Regions from separate parts of the Mus musculus genome. Here region 2 is linked to region 1. Evidence: chromatin contacts called from public HiChIP or PLAC-seq data. All regions are on one chromosome and are shown on one strand. The core of a region is the stretch at or near the end of the contact, and the rest is flanking DNA. Distances in the headings are between cores, read along the strand shown.

Region 1 (4,055 bases), core at 956-3,455:
CTGTGGCATTCTGGGGAAGTAGCAGAAATTTTAACCCAGTGAGAAGTTAGGCCACTGCAGGGCACGTTCCTTGAGGTACCTGAACCCTGTAGCCAAAGACAGTTGTTGTTCTTAGTTGCCTGGTGTTTTCCTTGTTTTTGTTTTTTAAAGCTTAAAGTGTGTTTTTAGTATAAAATGACACTCTTTGCATCATTCTCTTTGGCTATCATGAGGTGAACAGAATACTTGATACTTCAGTCTTAGGCTTTTGCTGTGATGTTCTGCCTCACTATAGGTACAAAGCAAGACCACGGAGCTCACTGACAAACACATACACAGCCCACAGGAGCTGTTGTGGAGGGATGCAACTGTTTCCCATCTGCAGTGGACAGAGCCTCAGCAACTAGCAACTTTTTCTCTGGCCCATTCTGTGTGGGTCAGAGGTCTCCAGGGGATGGCTGTACATGTGGGCTCAGGAAGCAGGAGATCATCAGGGAAATAGGGCAGACATATTAGCAGGTGTTGGTCTCCACAACTACAGAGGCTGGGAAGCCCTTGGACCTGAAGTGAAGCAGCTGGAGACCTGGAGGAGCAGAGAGGTGAATTCTATCAAGTAAAAAAGCAGGTTATGTGGTCTATTCCTGGCCTAAGTCCGCAGGCTTGAAGTTAGGTGGATGGCAGATTCTCTCTCCCCTCCCCTTTGGGAAGCATTTGTTTAGGAGAAGTGGGCTACATAAAGAGCTTGATCAGAACTCCAGGCCTATTGCCCATGGTTTTCTGGGTCCTGTCTTCCTCAACTACATCCTTAGAGAGGCAAGTTGGCTGCTAACCATATTTCAGGTTCAAATCTACAAACTACAGAGGCCCGACCAAAGGAGAGTGCTCCACCTCTATACACCCAATAAGATTCTCAAGATCTAACGGGGTCAGATGAAGTCATACATCTGCCTTCACTGATGGTTTGTCTGGGGTATGGGATAAGTATCTTTTATTATTATTATTATTATTATTATTATTATTATTATTATAGCTAGAGAAGAACAGAACTTGCAAGTGGCACTTGTCTCATAGATACCTATGGGTCAGTGAGTGTGCCCACGATTCTAGATTAAAAATTTGAGCATTGTTAAGAAGTATGCATAGAAGGGGAAAGTGAATGAACGGACACTCAACAACAGGAAAGGAAAGTTGTTTGGTGTGATGTATAGGGAAGAGAACTGTGACGTAAGCAGCTAATAGACCATCTCATTTAATTAGCACCATCTAGTCTCACTGATTCTCAACCACATTTCCTCCGTGCTTCCCCATCAACTAAGAGTGCTCAGAGCACAGGGTTTTCCAGAGGCCAAAATGTCTCATTTGCATCAGTGACAGGGTAGTCTCTCATCTATGAGTCAGACTAACATTAATTAACCTATTGAAAACAGGGTGTTCTGATAGAGTGTGAAATCAGATTACAAAGCCGGTACTACCCGTAGTGACTGAATCTAACCCGTGGTGCCTCTGCCTGGTTAGCTGTGACCCTAAGGGGTCACTTGCTGGCTTGCCAGCCAGTCTCCCCCAAAGGCCCCCTCCCTGCACTGCTGTGTTCCACTGGCCACCCCTTTCCTCTGTGTTCTTCATCTGGCTTTGCAAGTAAGGAAGCTGAGGTTCAGAGGGGACAGTGATCCTTGGGGTACACAAAGAGCTGGTTAGTTTAGCCCATCCTTATGTGACTACAAAGCCCCCCCCCATCATCCGTGGACCTCTCTCTACATTAACACCGTGTACCTGGATAAACTCCCAGCCCCCAGAAGCCCCTTCTTATCAACAGAAGTGTCATTTAATGAGCATTTGTGCTTAGGCACACAGGGACAGACTCAGGGTGGCATCAATGGCTTCCACCCCTTCACTTTGTCATTTGATTCTTTTGTCCCCTTGTTCCCAGGCTCCGGGTGTCCTTATATCCTTCATGTGTCCAGTACAATAGGGGAGCTATGAATCAGCAGAGATGTATCCTTTTTCAAAGCCAAATAAGGGACTGAGCCCTAAAACCAGCAATAAACCCAACAAGGTTTTATTAATTCAAACAGAGTGTAATCTGTAGTTGGAGGGTGTCTAGGGCCACATCAGCCTGTATGACTCTCAAAGGAAAAGGAAGGGAAAGCAGGGCTGCCCACCTCTGTTTATAGGGAACAATTGTTCTCCAGGTCCAAACCACATGTCCATAATAGGGAAGAAGAACGCCGCCCTATCAGGGAGTTTTTATTCTTAGGGCCGGAAAAGAGCGAAGGCTGCTTCTCTGGCCTGCAGTGTGTCAGCCTTGAACTTCCCATTCCCCCTCATCTCCTTAGCCCTGCCCCCCACCCCCAGCTCCTCAGCTTTGGCCTTGGCTTGCATAAAAATGTATTTCCCATCTTGACGCTGTTGTGATAAGCCACCACCTTTCATATGGATGAGATGAACAGGAAACCACAGAGCATGCAGTCAAAAGTCCTCGCTGTCCAGTGAAGTCAGGAGCTGCCTTTGTGAGACTTGAAGGGACGCCTTGAAGGGGCTCTGATCTCTAGGGCTGGTCTCTAGAGTCGCTGGAACCATAGGCACGACAGAGAGATGTGGCTGTGTCATTTCTGGGTGTGAAGAAAGTAAGAAGGAAGTCCTCTTGTTCCCCTGGAGCAGGGACAGCAGTGATACTCCGATACTCCGGTCTTGGTGGCTGCCCTTTGGGAGACGATTTGCTGCAGTTTTCACAGCAGGGAACCTTTGCCCAGGATTTGGGTGTGACTAGAACAGCATTCATGTTACATTCCTCTTGGGAAAGCTTGTCCTTAGAGCACAAGGCTGTGCTGCCTGCCTCCCCCATCAAACATTCCCTGTCTACCCCATCATGCCCACCATGGCCAGGAAAGCCACCTTGCAGGCCACAGGATCCACAGAGAAAAAATTTTGAATGTCTCATCAAAGACTTTGTAGAGTAGTCCCTGCAGACCAGGCTGGTTCCTGTGGACCAGCAGCCGTTTACCACACAGTCCGTCTTTCGTCAATGACTGTGTAAAGAGGCAGGGCTAGATTTGTAGACCGGGTGGTGTGTGCTTTCAGACTCTTCCCGTCTCCTGTGCAAAATGTGTGACTCCTTTCCACCGACATTTGGGACAATTCTGAGACATGGGTCTGTCTCCTGTCCTAATTGTCTATATAGCTTGTTTTTCCGGCCTGAGGATTGGACCTAGGGCTTGATACATGCAAGGGAGGTCTCTAGCATTGAGCTACAGCCCCACTGATTGTCTTATATATAAGACTGAAAGGCAAAGGTGGAAGGGAATCTTTCTGTTTTTGGAATAGGGCCTTACTAGGTAGTCCTGACTGATCTGGAACTCGCTATGTAGACCAGGCTGACCTTGAACTTGAGGGTGATCTTCCTGCCTCTTAAGTGCTGGGATTATAGGTTACAGCCCTATATACCTGACTCTGTGGAGTGTAATTATAACCAGCCTTTCTTAGTTATAACATTTATAGTGTAGAGCACTTGAAGGCATTACATAGTCTCTAGTGTAGCCTAATAGTGTAAGTTCAGATGAGACTTTGTCAATAAACGTCTAGATCTTTGCATATGTCCTTTACAGAGTTCTTACTAAAAGTACAGGGCTCAACCCGAACATGCATCAGGCTTAGCTGGAAAAGCAAATTGCATTACACATATTTGGTATGTTAGTCATGTTTGCCCTCATTTAAATACCCAAGGAAACAATGTAAAGAGAGGGAAGGTTTGTTTGTTTTAGATACTCTTCTATTGCTGTGAAGAGACACCATGATCAAGGCAGCTCTTATGAAAGAAAGCATTTAATTTGGGGCCTGCTTACAATTTTTAGAGTTTCAGTCTATGATCATCACAGCAGGGGCAGCAGAATACCCGAGGGCTTTAAATCCTGATTCACAGGGTGGGGGGTGGGGGAAGTCAGAGGGAGCTCTGGAAAGGGCCTTTGAAACCTCAGAGCCCACTCCCGGTGACACACCTCTCCCTGCAAGGCCACACCTCTCCCAGCAAGGCCACACCTCCTAATTCTTTGCAGACAGTTTCACTAACTAGGGACAGAGTT
Region 2 (4,055 bases), core at 597-3,096, 240 kb before region 1:
AGGCCACTGAGAGTCTGACCACGGTTCAGTGAATGTATAGATAAGACACAATTTTTTTAAAAAAAGAGAAATAAGTCCAATTGTAAATAGACAAGAGGGGTCTATTAACATGCCTGGGTAAGGAGCTATTTGTCATTTACTTGTTTATATTTATTTTGGTGTGTGTGCATGTACATGTGTGCACAGATGTGTGGAGGCTAGAGGCTGAATTTTCTTGTCTTTTTTTTTTTTTTTTTTTGATCATTGTTTATCTTTATATGAGACAGGATCTCTCACTGAGCCTGGAGCTCACTAATCCAGTCATGCTGCCTGCCCAGTGAGCTTGAGAGACCCCTGGAGCCAATCTCCCCAGCAGCAGAGTTATAGATCTGTGCCATTGCCCCCAGCTTCTATAACTCAGGTCCTTACACTTACACCGCAGCAGCTACTCTAATGACTGAATCATCACCCTAGCTTCCTGGTTAAGAATTTAGAGTTGGGCTGACAAGACGGCTCAATGGGTAAAGGCTCTTGCTATTAAGAGATGACTTGAGTTTGATCCCTGGGGCCCACACTGTGGAAGGAGAGAACTGACTCCCCACACAGTGTCCTCTGACCTCTGTGTGTGTACATGATGAGCCCCCACCCCAATAAATGAAATGTTAAAACAGTAATGCTGCCTTAAAGTTCTAGACGTTCACATGTTCACATGGTGTCCCGTAGGCTACAGTGGGATCGCCCTCTGTTGTGTTTTGAATGCCTTCCCCGAGGCGCATATACTTGGTGGGGCCTTGGTGGCTGGATGAGAGGTTTTGGGGAGGCTCTTGAATGGTGACGATTCTGGCCTAATTAACCAATCTCTTGGTGGATTCATAATGTGGAAGTATAATTAGGAGGTATTAAAAAGTAGGAAGACAGAACTAGTTGGAGGAAGTGAGCCACTGAGGGAGTGCCTTAGAAAGATATATCTTGTCCCTTTTCCTGTTTCTGCTTCTCTGCCATGAGCTAAGCTGCTCCACTTCATTATAAATCCTACCAGGACGTTCTGCCTCACTCTGAGCCCAGAAGCTAAGAGCCCAGTAACCCTGAACTAAAACCCCGAAACCATGAGCCGCAACAATCTTTTCTTCCTTGTAAGTCATTTTCTCCGGTATCTGTTGTAGCAACGGAATGCCTGACTAAAACACTCCCGATCTGGGCAGCAGACTCCAGCCTGTGTGGAATCGGAGGCCCAGAGACTATGGGAAGAGCCTGTCTTCTCTCAGGCAGAGACTGTCAATTTCCAATTAGCTGGAGGCTTGGCAGGCAGCTCTGGGCTCCAGACTACACATATTAATGAAGGCTGAGTCCCTGCTGGAGACAGCATTGAACGAGGAGAGAAGTCAAATTAGGTTCTCCTCATGGAAGGACATTAGTCTTTGGTTGGGAGCCGTTGGCTTATGTCTGGTGGGGATGGACATCTCTTCTGGTTTGCTGAGTGTATGAACATCCTCCTCTGGGCTGTGGTACTTGGATGGAGCTGAAACTTAAGACTTCTGCATGTCCTTTTAGCGGAGGCAAGCGGGAGCTCTGACAGAGATGGGAGCTTTGTTATACATTGGACTTGGGGCAGGAAGCAGGGTTCCAGAGGGTCCTTAGGAGTGAGTGAGTTTGGGGCTTCTGTTCCTGCCTACACAAAGTGAGAGGACAGGGAAGAGCTTGTCCTTTGGATGGTAAATGCAACCCAGACTTTACAATGGGGAGCTGACCAAGGCGCAGACTGAACCGAGCCTGTTTGCAGTAACAGGAAGAAGGGGAAACCAGAGACATCAGCTCTCTATTTAGAAAGCAGTCTGGTTGTTATGTGCCCTAGAGGGGCTCTCCAGGAAGTCCCCAGGGAGAATCTGTTGTCAGAGACAAAGCCCTAGAGAGTAGCAGCTTCCTTTGGTCAGCCCTAGCCTGTCAAAAGCAGGCAGGTTTTCATAAAACCCAAGGAGACATTTGCTGAGGAGAATTGAAGTGTTTCTCTGGGGAGCCACATGCTTGTACTTTCTTGGCAGCCTCCTTGTGCTTCTTGGGGCTCTGAGGCACCTGCAGCCTAGGCTGGGAGCCCTTCAAGGAAATTCCCTGGAGGAAACCATCTTGGTGGGGACCTCAGATGGGCACCCCCCCTTTAAAAGTGAAACATTCTAACAAAATGTAATACAAAAATACACTAAATTGATCCTTTGATACTTATATGATAGATTATAACCTCAAAGTATGAGCCAGAATCAACCTTTTCTCCCTAAGCTGCTTTTGTCAGGGTATTTATTATAGCAACAGGGATGTAATAAGCAGGACTGTTGGGCCTTTAGGCTGTTTCCAGAATTTTGCTGTATTGCAATGGAAAACCTTGTACATAATTTGTTTTTTGCATGTGAACACTATTCCTGTAGCATACATTCCAGAAATGTAATTGCTAAGTCAGTGGAACACATAGTTCCAGATTTGATTGATTTGGGAAATTGTCTTCTATAAACAACCTGCTTTTATTACCACAAGCAAAATTACAAGCAGCAAGAGCGCTGTTTCCCTTGCTTACCAACAGGCTATGTGACCAAGTGTTTAGAATTCTGTCATTCTGATAGGTAAAGAGTATTTCAGTGTGGTTTAATTTATTTTTTAAACAAAGCTAGTGTGTGTGTGTATGTGTATGTGTGTGTGTGTATGTGTGTGTGTGTCTGTCTGTCTGCACATTGTGTGTATAGATGCACACATCATGTCAAGGCAAAAGAAGGACATGAGGTGACTTGTTCTATTGTTTGCTGCCTTACCCTGGAGACTGGGTCTCTCTTGACCCTGCCACTCACTGCTGGCTGGTGAACTCCTGGGATCTGTCTGTCTCTGTCCTCAACACTGGCATTATATGCACTTATGATCATGCCTGGATTTTTTTAAGGTTTATTTTTATTTACTTATGTGTATTTATGTGTGTTTGTGTGGATATATGTCACATGTGTGTGGATTCCTGCAGAGGTCAGAAGAATACATTGAAGCCCCTGGATCTAGAGCTACATAATTAAGGCTCACCTGACATGGAGATGGGAACCAGAGTTGGACCCTCTGGAAGAGGGCTGAGGCTTCTTTGTAGTCTCCCATGTCCAGCTTTTTTTTTTTTAAAGGCATGCACCACCACTGCCCAGATCTTTTTCTTTTGTTTTCTTTTCTTTCTTTCTTTCTTTCTTTCTTTCTTTCTTTCTTTCTTTCTTTCTTTCTTTCTTTCTCTCTTTCTTCCTTCCTTCCTTCCTTTCTTTCCTTTCTTTCCTTTCTTTCCTTTCTTTCCTTTCTTTCCTTTCTTTCCTTTCTTTCCTTTCTTTCTTATTTATTTATTATATGTAAGTACACTGTAGCTGTCTTCAGACACACCAGAAGAGGGCATCAGATTTCATTATGGATGGTTGTGAGCCACCATGTGGTTGCTGGGATTTGAACTCAGGACCTTTGGAAGAGCAGTCGGCGCTCTTAACCGCTGAGCCATCTCACCAGCCCCCATCATGTCCAGCTTTTTAAAAACATGGTGTCCTACTTAGCTTTAGTTATCAACTTGACATATCTAGAAAGACAGAATCTCAGTTGAGGAGCTGCCTCTGTCAGACTGGCCTGTGGGCATCTCGGAAGGGGCATTTTCGTAATCACTAATCGATATAAGAGGGCCCAGTTCACTGTGAGCACTGCCATTCCTGGGTCCTGAGCTGTGTAAGGAAGGAGGCAGGGTGAACCAGTAAGCAGCGTTCCTCCATGGTCTCTGTTTTAGTTCCTGCCTCCAGGTTCTAGTTTTAGATTCCTGCCTTGACTTCCCTCAGTGTTGGATCATGATGTAGGTGGTAAGTCAAACATTTTCTTCCTCTGATCCTTTTATCAAAGCATTGGGAAACAAACTAGGACACTTGTTTTGAGGATTCGAACTTAGGTCCTCATGCTTATGCTACAGGGGCCCTCACCCACAGAGCCATCTCCCCAGCCTCGAACTATCATTGTTCCACAATAAGAAAGTGTACACACTTGTATTAGTCAGGGTTCTCTAGAGTCACAGAACTTATGGGTAGTCTCTATAT

The links. HiChIP or PLAC-seq counts read pairs in DNA pulled down with a chosen protein or histone mark.
Region 2: a contact with region 1 is called in an H3K27ac HiChIP or PLAC-seq map of microglia, with 3 times the contacts expected there. The contact joins two enhancer-like sites. A contact is called at or near these places in 2 of 484 Hi-C or Micro-C datasets (the HPC-7 cell line and embryonic stem cells) and 2 of 115 datasets of contacts at active chromatin or transcription factors (the SCID.adh cell line and microglia).

What each region holds. Positions count from the first base shown.
Region 1 is chr1:180,301,106-180,305,160 of GRCm38.p6, reverse strand. It overlaps Gm39713 (a long non-coding RNA gene), which reads left to right. Exons shown (of 4, transcript XR_865777.2): 4 at 1,907-1,959. Among named protein-coding and RNA genes, the nearest start is that of Gm39713, 5.9 kb to the left of the region's middle. Within about 2 kb of position 2,205, at least 74 of the 459 cell types and tissues checked have an H3K27ac peak or open chromatin away from gene starts, as enhancers often do. A contact at or near this core is called in the HPC-7 cell line, the SCID.adh cell line and microglia, where this site is marked.
Region 2 is chr1:180,539,287-180,543,341 of GRCm38.p6, reverse strand. All of the region lies in intron 3 of Gm31986 (a long non-coding RNA gene), which reads left to right. Among named protein-coding and RNA genes, the nearest start is that of Parp1, 28 kb to the left of the region's middle. Within about 2 kb of position 1,846, at least 86 of the 459 cell types and tissues checked have an H3K27ac peak or open chromatin away from gene starts, as enhancers often do. A contact at or near this core is called in the HPC-7 cell line, the SCID.adh cell line and microglia, where this site is marked.